Linked DNA regions of Mus musculus: region 1 is linked to region 2. Evidence: chromatin contacts called from public promoter capture Hi-C data. All regions are on one chromosome and are shown on one strand. The core of a region is the stretch at or near the end of the contact, and the rest is flanking DNA. Distances in the headings are between cores, read along the strand shown.

Region 1 (5,670 bases), core at 1,493-3,992, 5.4 Mb after region 2:
CATCTAGAAATAGTAATTTGGACATTTCAGGCAAAATCAAATCCTGTTAAATGGATTCCATTTGTTTCTATTCCAGTGTGACTACTAGAATCTCTGAATTAATTTGCAGCTCCATTTGAACTTCCACTTGAGAGCTCTGGCCTAGAAACATGGCCAGATTATAGTTTGATGCCTTTTTCCTCCATAATCAATTCAGTGTGTATAGCATGCATGCTTTATTGCACCCCACCAGGTCATCTTGCCCTGCTGATATTGAAATTTATTACTACATCCAAGTTGTATTACTCAGTACACTATAAAGTGTACACTACACTACAAAGATCTCAGTACAGTGTTACCTTCCTGGTTTAGAGACCATTGGTGAGCAGAAAAGTGTTACTATTGTAACCTCCATTCAGGCTGCACTTATTGTCTCCAGTCCTTCTGCAATGCAGATCTGGCCACCATCCAATCTTCACTTAGCCTTACCTTGATTCCTGTAGGAAAGCTAATCCTTTTGAAGTATGTCTATGATCATCTCAGCCTTGTACTTAAAATGCTTATGTGGCCATTCACTCCGCTCCTCTCTGGGACTTAGCTCAGTTGGCAGAATGCTTGCCCAGGGAGAAACCCTGGGCTTGATATCCTGCACTGCATACATTATACTCCTGTAATCTAACCACGCAGGAGGTGGAGGCAGGAGGATCAGAACTTGAGCTGATCTTTGGCTTCACAGGAAATTTGAGGCTAACCTGGGGCACATAAGACCCTATTTATAAATAAATAATTGCTTATGCTCTTTCACAGTCATTTCCAGCTCAGCTCCTTCTTTGGGATTTGGGTGACACCTATAATCTCACCATCACGGGACCTCCTCTCTCACATGCAGCTCCAGGAATTTATTATGAACTTCCTTATTTATCCACCCTCACTTCCACTCTTTTCTGGAAAATTCTGTTCTCCACCTCATGCTTAAAACATCTCAGGTCCAATTTAAGGTGTTGTGCCCTGAGTACTGTAGCAACTACTTCCAGGTACCTAATTTACCCTCCTAGACAGTTTGTTTTGTATACATTTCTGTTATTTCTTTTAATATAGCATCTCACTGTGTAGCCCTAGCTGGCCTGGAACTCACTGTATAAACCAGGCTGGTCTGGAACTCACAAAAATCTGCTTACCTCTGCCTTCCAAGTGCTGGGATTAAGGTTGTGTTCCACCATGCCTGACCTACAATGTTTTTCAGGGTATCTGTGGTTCAGCCTCCTGATGCATGGGGTGGTTTTATGGTATGGACAGGGCAACTTCCTCAGCTGCCCATTAGGTCAGTCTCATGGAGCACAAAGAAGGAGAGGCATACAGTTTCAGCTTCTTTTGTGCTTCATCACCTCCACAGGGCAAGTGCTCCATCTTCCTGGTGGACTGACTGTGACTCAGGCTGCAAGACAGATGGGCACTGTACCACATTTACAGCCTAGAGAGGTCATAAGCATAAGGAGAGAGCCTGTGGAAGAGCAAGGTGGTGCCCGGGAGGCAATAAGTGCGTGTGGGTATCAATCATATGCTAAGATGTAGCAGAGAATCGATCAGAAGTTGATATTTGCATATTAACTTTTATGTGGTTTAATATAATTTGGCATGTGGTGATGGGTGGCTGAGACTACTTTTTGGGACCCCCGGAGCTGTATCTTTGGACACAAAACCCTGGTCACAAGAGCACCAGTACTATAATTTGTTCTCAAGACAATCAAAATCATATGTGAAGCTAGGCATGATGGCATATCCCCCCCACCCCCCAGCCCTGGAAAGCAGAAGCAGGGGATCATACCATGTTCAATGCTATACTCTTGTCTACACAGAACTAGAGAACGCTAACCTGAGATACTGCACACAATCGTTCATTTTGTTCAGATATTCGACTTTGGCCTATGGATTTATTCCCTCTACTGTACTGCACGTTTTCGTCATCAATTGATCTCTCACCATTTATCATTATCTCCCTCTCCACCTTCCTCTACACTATTTCTTATATATGCAAAACACACAATAAATAATGAAGAATTAAAATAAAAACACTTGTCATTGACAACAGATTTTCTCCACCTCTGGTCCCCATGAAAAGCCTCAGTGTCACATTTATTTCAGACCTTCATCTTTAAAGATTCCACATGGCTTCAATTCCCATTTCCCAACAAACCTAGTTTTTTTTTTCTTTATATTTATTAATTTATTTTTTATTTACTTCTTAGTTTAGAGGAAAAAAATCTTTTAAGTCCCTGAGAATATACAGAAAAAAAAATGGTATTTTTAGTAATATGCAGCATCCCGGTCTCTTGGAAATAACTGATATACACGTATAGGTAGGAAGTAAAATCCCCTGAAAATATGAGACAGCCTTGGACTTTCACTGTGTCACAGTCCACAAGCTTTGCCTGCTTATGTGCACACTGTGATGGTGGTCCCTGTATCATTGTATTGTGGGAGTGGCCATGACAGCTCCTAAAGGAACAGAAACTACAGGAAGATCCAAGTGAAGTATTGGCAAGTTGTAGCGTCACAAATAGTAGCGCGCATGCGCTTCGCCAGCCTCCACAAGGGGAAAAAAGGGGGTGTGGGAGGGTGGCGAAGAACACTGATTCGCAGTAAACGGAAGTGGTCTCGAGCGGTCATATCCGCTTAAATCTCCGCGCAGATCAGTTCTGTTATTGTTGCCCGCACTCCAGGAGAGTTTGGATTCTAACACTGAGGGCCCGGGGGCGGAAGTCGCAGGGAGGGACACTGCGCGTCCTGTGCAGAGTTCTCTGCATTGTTGTGAGAGGTGAGCGGCAGGGGCGCAGGGAGGATGCTGTGCTGTTGAGCGCTGATTTGTGTTGAGTGACAGCTGACACAGCTACTGGAGGGATGCCCTGGTTGAGCTGGGGTGGGAATCCTATGGGAGTTGGGAGAGCAGGGTTGCTGAGAGAGACAGACAGTGCAGCCAGCTACCGCAAGCCTGGGGCTAGCGTCTCTGAGGGCGATCGCGCTGCTTTCTAGTAGTAGCCTGCGAGAAGAGAACAGGCAGATACAAATGGAAAATGAGATTATTTGTGGTTTGGGCTTAATTTGGGAAAGCCAGCCATTCTCGGTCAGCCTGTGGCTTCTGCCTGCGGAACTAATACTAAGAACACGTGGAACAAAAGCCAGGGGATTTGCATATGCAAAGAGGGCACAGGCATCGGAGCTGCAAGTTGAGCCTTTGTGCAGGTAGCAAGGCTTGTAAAACAGGACCTTTTCGTTCCCAGCATGTAGTCTCCTGTAGAGAGCTAGCGCTGCAAAGCAAACGTTTAAAAGGCAAATCCTAATCCCCGGGCCGTTTTATGTGAGGGCTGGGACATGAGGCGGGTCAATGCTGCCTCTGCTGAGACCATATGGTCACAATAAGAGTCAGTGATTGGCACTTGAGCAGAAGGACCCTGTGTCCTTATTGGAGGTTGTATGTTCCTTGGGTATCACTATTGAGTTTATTGAAGATTCTCTGGAAACTAGTAAATTGTCATCTTGGCTGCCAAAGTAATAACGTTCTGGGGAACTAGGTATGCCCATTTTAACCCCGTGGTTAAATTAATCCTGTGGTCAGTCCACTTATCAGAGGTTACTTAAAGTCCAGAATGACAGTGAATATGTCCTGTGTACCATAAAAACATTGTGGACAAGGGAGAAATGTTTTGTGTCGAGGGCCTGGTGTTTATGTGCAGGGTTTCCAAGTCAGGGAAGGGATTGAGCCATTGAATTTAAGGAAGAGAAACAGGATGTCAATGTGGGCATAGATGAAAACGAAAATGTCTAGACAGGCACAGAGAGCCAGGAGTGGCCATCACCACACCACACTGCACCACATCTCTGCTCTCAGAAGGAGAAAGGGTTCTGGGTGCTGGGCACACAGAGACCGCCCGAGATCATGGGCACTGGGTGTGGTTTAGAGTAGGGAAGGAACGGGACTGGTCCTGCTCTTCCTCTTAGGGTGTGTTCTGGAACAGCCCATAAGCTTAGTTGTCATTTCTGAGAGAGAAATGGTTGTATCAATGCTGGTGGCATGCTTAAAAGAGCTCTCGTGAGAGCTGGGCACAATGGCGCACACCTTTAGTCCCAGCACTCAGGAAGCAGAGAGCCGCAGGCCAGCTACAGCAACACAGTGAGGCCATGTCTCAAAAAGTTGGGGACTGGGGAGGGCTGTGTCTGAACAGCTTAGCAAAGCTCAGAAAAAGGAGCAGCCTGAGCAGCTTGCTCGTTCTCATGTGTCTTTCTGTGTGGGTTCTGAGGGCAGGCTGAGCGTCATATCACTGCAGATCCCCAGTGCCCATGGTACACACCTGCGCCCTCACTGTGGCATCAGCGAGGTTAATTCCTTATCTCCTCACAAGTCAAAGGTACAGCAGCTGCAGTGAATCCTTCCTAACTATCGTGTTTGGCGTGTAATTCAGGGAAGGGGAGTTGTTTGGGGTTTTGGCATGTGTGTTGTATGTAGTCTATGCATGTGGGTGTGGGCATAGGTGCGAGTCTGTAAGTGCACCTGCACTGAGGCCAGAGTAAGCTACTGAGTGTCGTGTTCCATCACCCCAGCCTTATTCCCGTGAGGTTGGGTCTGTTGAGGTTGGGTCTGTCGCTGAACCTGGAGCTAGGCGGATAGCCAGTGAGCCCAGAGGTCCTCCTCTCTTTGTCCCACACAGCACTGGACTTACAGGCATTTGTAGCCAAGCCTGCCTTTTTCAGATAGCTAGGTATTTGAACTCAGGGCCTCTCGTTGGTGCAGCAAGCTCTCTTACCCACTGCGCCATCTTCCCAGACCCCAGATTATGGTGTTTGGGTTTTCTTTGTCATCACCCTGGTCAATACCAGACAGGGCTTTTCTGAGTATTATCTGTTCTAGCATGTCTACACTGGGCATGTCTTGGGCACTTAGAAACTCATGGGCAAATGTTGGCTGAGGATACAAGGTCATTCCCTCACTGGGGCTTTCTGCTGTCTCTTTAGGTCAAAGGCAGGCCACATCAGCCAGGCTGGGGGATTTTTCTACCTCACCACAGCTGGCCTCTCTGCTCAGCTGCTCTCCTGGGAACCTCTAGCCACTCAACCAGCTTCCAGTTCCTGAGAAAAATTGCATCTGCCAGCAAAGAGGCAAGAGAGGAAACATACCTGCTGACATGAAATTGTCCCAGAAGGCCCAGAGACTGCACCCACAGGAGCAGGAAGGGTCCCGTGAGGTAAGCAGCAGCTGCCGAGGGCCCAGTTCTCTAAAACTGGAGGACAGACATGGGAAGTAGCAGATCCTGGGCTCCTCCAGCTAAGAGCAGAGCACAGGGGCCAGTGCTCCTGTACCTCCTAGTCTGTCATGTCACTCATTGTCCTGCCTCCTGGTGCTTAGGTAGATGCAGCCCTCAAACCTGTGCCCCCCCCCCCAATATCCTCAGTCCTGTATCTTCTTGTCCCATTTCATAGCCACTGTAATTTTGTGAGTCTCTTGAAGGAGTTCATTTGCCATGGATTCGTAGCGGGTAAGTCTTAGAGATGAGTGACTGAGGATGCCTTGCCAAAAAATAAGATCCATACTGTTTATGGCTCTAGAGGCAGTGAGACCTGGGAGAATGGAGCCAAGAAATAAGGCTGTCTTAGTTAGGGTTTTGCTGCTGTGAGCAGACACCATGACCAAGGCAACTC
Region 2 (5,893 bases), core at 2,939-5,438:
AGCACTGGGGAGGCAGAGGCAGGCACATTCCTGAGTTCGAGGCCAGCCTGGTCTACAGAGTGAGTTCCAGGACAACCATGGCTACACAGAGAAACCCTACCTCAAAAACAACAACAATAACAAACAACCAAACAAAAGATTTCTAGAGTTAAAGTGAGCTGCCATGTGAGTGCTGAAAGTCTAAGCTCTGGAAGAGCAACTAGTGCTCCTAGCTGCTGAGCCATCTCCTCATGCCTGTGTGTTTCATCTCTGTGAGACATTATCTTGCTATGTAGCTCATGGTGGCCTCAACTTTGTAATGATCCTCTTGCCTCAGCCTCTCAAATACCCGGCAGTAGGCAGCTTTAGGGTGCAACAGAGCTCTGTCCAGTTCATTTGTAAATTCTCCCGTAGAATCCTCAGGATGCCTTGTAAACCCTGGTCACTGCCAGTGTGCTGGTTCAGCCAGTGTCCTGTTCTTAGTGGACAGCACACCTTTTGTCTCCCCTCGTCTTTAATCTTCACAATATGCTCAGGTTGTTGAGAGCCTGGGCTCCTGTGCTCATTTTGTATGAGGACAGTAAGGGAGGGTTGGGAGCCTGCCTAGGGCTTTGTCTGGAAGCTGTGTTTGCACTTGAGTAAGTTGGCACTTGAAAGGCTGGGGGCCTGGGAGATTCAGCAGTGAGGAAGCCTGAGGGAGTTGTGGCTCTACAGGGCCGGAATGACAATAATCCTGGCAGTGATGACCGTTCATGGAATGCCCCAGCAAACATGCAGACTGGAACGAGATGTGATAACCGTCTACCGAAATCCGAAGAATGAACTAACCTTCATCAGAGTGACAGAGCCCAACACGAGGTTGTCGTCAGTCTCCAAACATCTTGGCTCTGACGGACGGCACTTTCAGAGTAGAGATCTCTCAAGACTGAAGTGTTGGTGGTCCTCATGGACACACCAAGCTTGACTTAGGCCTGGCCTGAGGGTTCTGTGTGTGTTGTGCCATGGAGTGGGCATGCATCTCTCGGGCAGGTGCTCAGAGGTAGTGCTCACAGCTGGCATTCAGCAAGTGCCTGATGTTATGGGTTTGTCCTAGCTGCTTTTTTGATGCTTTGATAAAACATCATGCATGACCAAGGAAGCTTATAAAAGAGAAGGTTTAATTGGGCTTCCAATCTCAAGGTTAGAGGTTATGGTGGCAGAGTGAGAGGCAGGGTGGCAGGTGACTGGAGCAGCAGCTAGAGGCTCATGTCTTTTTTTTTTTAAGATTATTTATGTATTATATGTAACTGTAGCTGTCTTTAGACACACCAGAAGAGGGCATTACGGATGGTTGTGAGCCACCATGTGTTTGCTGGGATTTGAATGTAGGACCTTTGGAAGAGCAGTCAGTGTTCTTACCCGCTGATCATCTCTCCAGCCCCTTGTGTCTTTTTAAAAATTATTGTCATAGTTTGAATATGCTTGGCCCAGGGAGTGGCACTATTTGGAAGTGTGGCCTTGTCAGAGTAGGTGTGTCACTGTGGGCGCGGACTTTTACACCCTAGTCCTAGCTACCCCGAAGCCAGTATTCTGCTAGCAGCCTTCAGATGAAGATATAGAACTCTCAGCTCCTGCACCATGCCTTCCTGGATTCTGCCATGTTCCTGCCTTGAGGATAATGGACTGAACCTCTGGACCTGTAAACCAGCCCCAATTACATGTCCTTTATAAGACTTGCCTTGGTCATGGTGTCTGCTCACAGCAGTGAAACCCTAAGACACTTATTTTTATTAATTTTTAAGTGTGTTTGTGCACACAGATGCAGTTGTCAGTGGAGGCCAGAGATATCAGAGCCCTTTGAAGCTGGAGTTAAAGGTGGTAGTGAAATGAACGTGGATGCTGGAACTGAACTCAGGTCCTCTAGAAAAGGAGGAAGTAGTCCTAACCACTGAGCCTTTTCTCCAGCCTCAGAGAGCTTATATTTTGGTCCACAGACAGGAAGCAGAGAGCACACTGGGTATGTCATCAGTCTTTTAAAACCTCAAAATCCACCCCCAGTGACACACTTCCATCAACAAGGTCACTTCTCAAAACAGTTCTACCAACTGGGGACCAGATAGTCAAACATATGAGCCTATGTGGGCTAATCTCATTTGACCACCAGGTTGAATTGTTATTGTCCCGAAAAGACTTGGAGTCCTAACTCTGTCACTGTGTATCTAACTGTCTTAGTTAGGGATTCCTTGCAGCTAGAAGACTGTCCTCCCCTCCCCCGCCCCCACCACACATCCATGCAGCAATAGAGAAGATTAACACTGTAAGCCAAGGGTTATCGAAGACTGGTAACTTTACCAGAAGCTAAGAGAGACAGAAAGGAATCTTTCCTACAGGCTCAGGGGAGTGTCAGGGGAGTCCCTTCAAGTTGCTGTAACAACATAGCAAGGATAGGGAATTTGAGCTACTGAACCAATTTCTTTGGAGACAAGGAAGTCCAAAATTAAGATACCAGCAGGTTTCAGGTCTAGTGTAGCTAAGCACTTCATAGATGGAGGAAGGGGACAATAAGCTCCCTTGGGCTTCTTATATGAGGCCACTAGTCACCTCCCAAAGGTCCACTACTAAAGACTTTCAGTGTGTGAACTTGGGGATAGGAAGGAAGAAAGTTGAGGGAGGGTCTCCATCTGCAGCCTAGGCTGGCCTCAAACCCTGATGGATTTGCTTGTTTGTTTGAGACAAGGTTTCACTATGTAGCCTGGGTCAGCTAGAATTCTCTTTGTAACCAGGCTGGCTCCAAACTCATGAGATTTGTTTGTTTCTGTCTCCCAAGTGCTTCGATTAAAGGTGTACACCCCTGCACCTGGTAGCTAGCCTCAAATTGTTGAGCTTTCTGCCTCAGAAGGAGCTCTATCTGAGTAACAGGATTGTGGATGTACACACACCTACTGTGCACCTCTTTCACAGACGGCCTCAGCCGCTACTGGCTGTCTAGGAACACTTCTAGGTGTCAGGGTGATAATTTTAGGGCTTTATTCATCGTCGGTGTGGATGTCTTATAGCCTAGTCTCTATTCTCCACTGAACTTTCCTGTTCCCATCATTGCTACATACTTCTGATATTTAGGCAAAGGAGAAAACAAGCGAGTCCGGTTCTCGACCTTGCCACCAGAGGGCGCTGCCCGCGGGGGACATTGAAGCGCCTCACCTCATAGCTCCACAGAGAGCAAGGAGCTAATCTATTCTTAGCCTCAGTTAACTTTGGCTCTTGAAAGTCACCCAAACTCGGGCAAAAGCTCCTACTCGAAAACGCACAGACTTTTCCACTCCAGCCAGGAGAATCTTGATGTTAAAAGGGGTTCGAGGCCTTCTAAGAAGACAGAAAAGAAGAAATAATATGGCCCTGCACAGATCATCTGTATGCCCGCAGCAGCTCTCCACCCCCACCTGGCAGATCGCGCTAGGGGCCACTTGGACCTAGACTGGAGTTCGCTCGCCACACTCTCTATTTGGGTGGCATTGGCTAGCCCAGTCCCTCTGTATCTAGTTTGTCACTGACAACCGTGCGTACTCAAGACTTTGCTCAGGGTTAAAGTTCAGTATTGGGAGAGATACCAGATTTGGCATATTTTCAGGCCAGCCCTAGAGTCCTTGGGACCAGGGGGCGGGGACTGCTCCCTAGGCCTCTCTGGATTTTTCTGTTACTCTGCTCTCTTTCTGAGTGGCTCCCTTTGCCCTGCAAGTGGAGTGGGCTCTGTTCTGGTCTTAGGAGGTCTGAAAGCTATACCAGCCCCTGCGCGTCCCACGCAGGCCCCAGCGTTAATTAACCAGCAGTCGCTCCTGACAGCCAAGCCCCTCTATCATCTCCCAGGTCCAGGACCCTGTGGGAGAAAGGGTCCGGCAAGTCACAGACCCAGCCAGCGCAAAGGGCGATCGAGGAGAACCTTCCAGGAACCGTCCCAGATCCTAAACGTGAGGTTGGGCACTGAGTGGGGTGGCCAGGCGGAGAGGAAGTGGGGGCAGCGGGTCCTCGCGACACAGAGTCCCCTCCCAGATGCTCCCCATTTCCGCAGGCACAGAGCTTCCTAGCCTGGGTCTTGGTGTCAGTCAATCAGACGCTGGGGCGCGGAAGGGACGCCTCGCCCCGCCATCAAGATCTTTCCCCAGGCCTGTCCCATCTTGAGGACCCAGACTCATGGGGACCCAGAGCTCGGCGACCCGGAAGGCCGGCGGAGCCGGAAGGTGGGAGGGCGGAGCCAGGGTGGCGGTGGCCTGTGAACGCCTCTCTGGAGCTGGCAGAGCAGAGCCGGCCTCAGTGCCTTGGCGGTCCCAGACTCCAGCTCGGTAAAGGTGCGCGCGGGGAAGCCGGGGTCTGCGAAGCCGGTCGGGGACCCTACGGTGTCAGGCCCAGTGCTAGAGCTGTTCATCTCAATGCAAAGGACCTGAGACACTGAAGGCCTAAGCTGCAGCGCCGAGGTTGGAGTAGTCAGCAGCTCCGTGCGCTTCCAGCCGCAACCTGGATGCTTGGGAGTGCGCGTGCGCGGTGCGGTGTCTTCCCACAGTTTATGCCTTCTGCCTAGCGGACTGCTGTGCTTGGCCCAGAGAGGGAGGAAATCTGGGCTCTAGCTTAGGGATGGCCAGGAATGAATGTCAGGGGATCAAAGGGCCAGATTAATTGGAGCTGTTGTTGAAAAACGTTCTTCTATGACTAAGTAGATAAGGTGCATGCATGGCCGGGTGCAGAGGGCACGGTGCTGCTGAGTGATGGGTGTCAGTTAACTCTGCGAGCTATGTAGCGAACCTACCACTGACCACTTCTGATCTTTCAAGAGAAATTAGGAAGATCTAAGATATATGTAAGATTGTATTATTGCTGTTAGTTTGAGACTGGGTCTCACTATGTAACCTTCACTGGTCTTGATCTGGGAGTCCTACCATAGCCTCCCCCATGCTGGGGTTATGGGAGGGAGCCAGCACACCCTCGATATCTTCTTATTTTTAAATACCAACAATCAAGTAAGTAAACAACTTAGTAGGCTGGAAGAACAGGGTGATGAACTTCACAGAGGACAGAGTACAACTGGGGAATTCCAGACAGGGGAGCAAATATTGCTATTTGGCCAAAGACCTGTTTTCCACTCAGTTTCTGTTTGTTTCTCCCTGCAGCCTCCCCTTACCCACCCCCTACCCCTGACACATTTCCTCCCTCTACTCTGGGGATTTGAATCCCAGCTTCGTCTAAGATTGCTATAAAGAACATGGAGCCCCCTGTTACTCTGAGGCCTCCTCCTCTGTTCCTCACAACTTGATTGGACTCAGGTCAGGCTGCTGTCCAAAGGTTTGAGTTTTTCACCTCCTCTGTGTATGGGAGCCCTGCTGTCATCTTCCCTCCAGTCTGGGTGACTATAGGACATCAGGGCTCCCAGTTAGCTTTTGTCTTCCCTATGGCTGGCAGATGGACTTCCGGTGAACAGGACCTGTTTTGAGGACAGCATTATTGAAGTCGTTCTGCTCCCGTGGGAAGGTCCTGTCTTCTGCGCCCCCCATCTCTTCCTCGCAGACAGACAGAGGTGGCCCCTGGAAAGAGGAGAATGGGGCGTGTTACCTTTCAATTTCTTGAGCCTGAAGAATTCAGAAAGTGAAAGCTTTCACATAGACTCCAGGTCCCAAACCTTTCTTTCACCACAAAAGCCTGTTGCTGCCATAACTTCTGGAATTACTCTTCAGGAAACCTAGGCCAGCCTTGCCTTGCCTTGGAGACTGCAGAAGCCCAGCTGGGGCGGAACCTTTCTTGCCCGGCTCTCCTGCCCCCTGACACTTGCTAAGGAGCCTGGCTTGTCTTCTGGCAAAGGCTTGTCTGGGCGTGGTAGAGATTGAGAATGGCATGTGCATGTTGGAACCTTTTCTTTTCTGCTCCATGGGCTTTGACTTAATGTTATTCA

The links. Promoter capture Hi-C pulls out the DNA fragments that hold promoters and counts their contacts.
Region 1: a contact with region 2 is called in a promoter capture Hi-C map of pre-B cells, with 2.7 times the contacts expected there. The contact joins the promoter of Zfp658 here to the promoter of 1600014C10Rik in region 2. A contact is called at or near these places in 4 of 39 promoter capture datasets (cranial neural crest, frontonasal cranial neural crest, pre-B cells and 1 more).

Annotation. Positions count from the first base shown.
Region 1 is chr7:43,559,628-43,565,297 of GRCm38.p6, forward strand. It overlaps Zfp658 (zinc finger protein 658), which reads left to right and starts at 2,743. Exons shown (of 5, transcript NM_001008549.2): 1 at 2,743-2,794; 2 at 4,987-5,216. The coding sequence starts at 5,157.
Region 2 is chr7:38,179,599-38,185,491 of GRCm38.p6, forward strand. 1600014C10Rik (RIKEN cDNA 1600014C10 gene) reads left to right here and starts at 4,189. Exons shown (of 4, transcript NM_028166.3): 1 at 4,189-4,301. It overlaps D530033B14Rik (RIKEN cDNA D530033B14 gene), which reads right to left and starts at 4,184. Exons shown (of 1, transcript NR_165180.1): 1 at 2,974-4,184.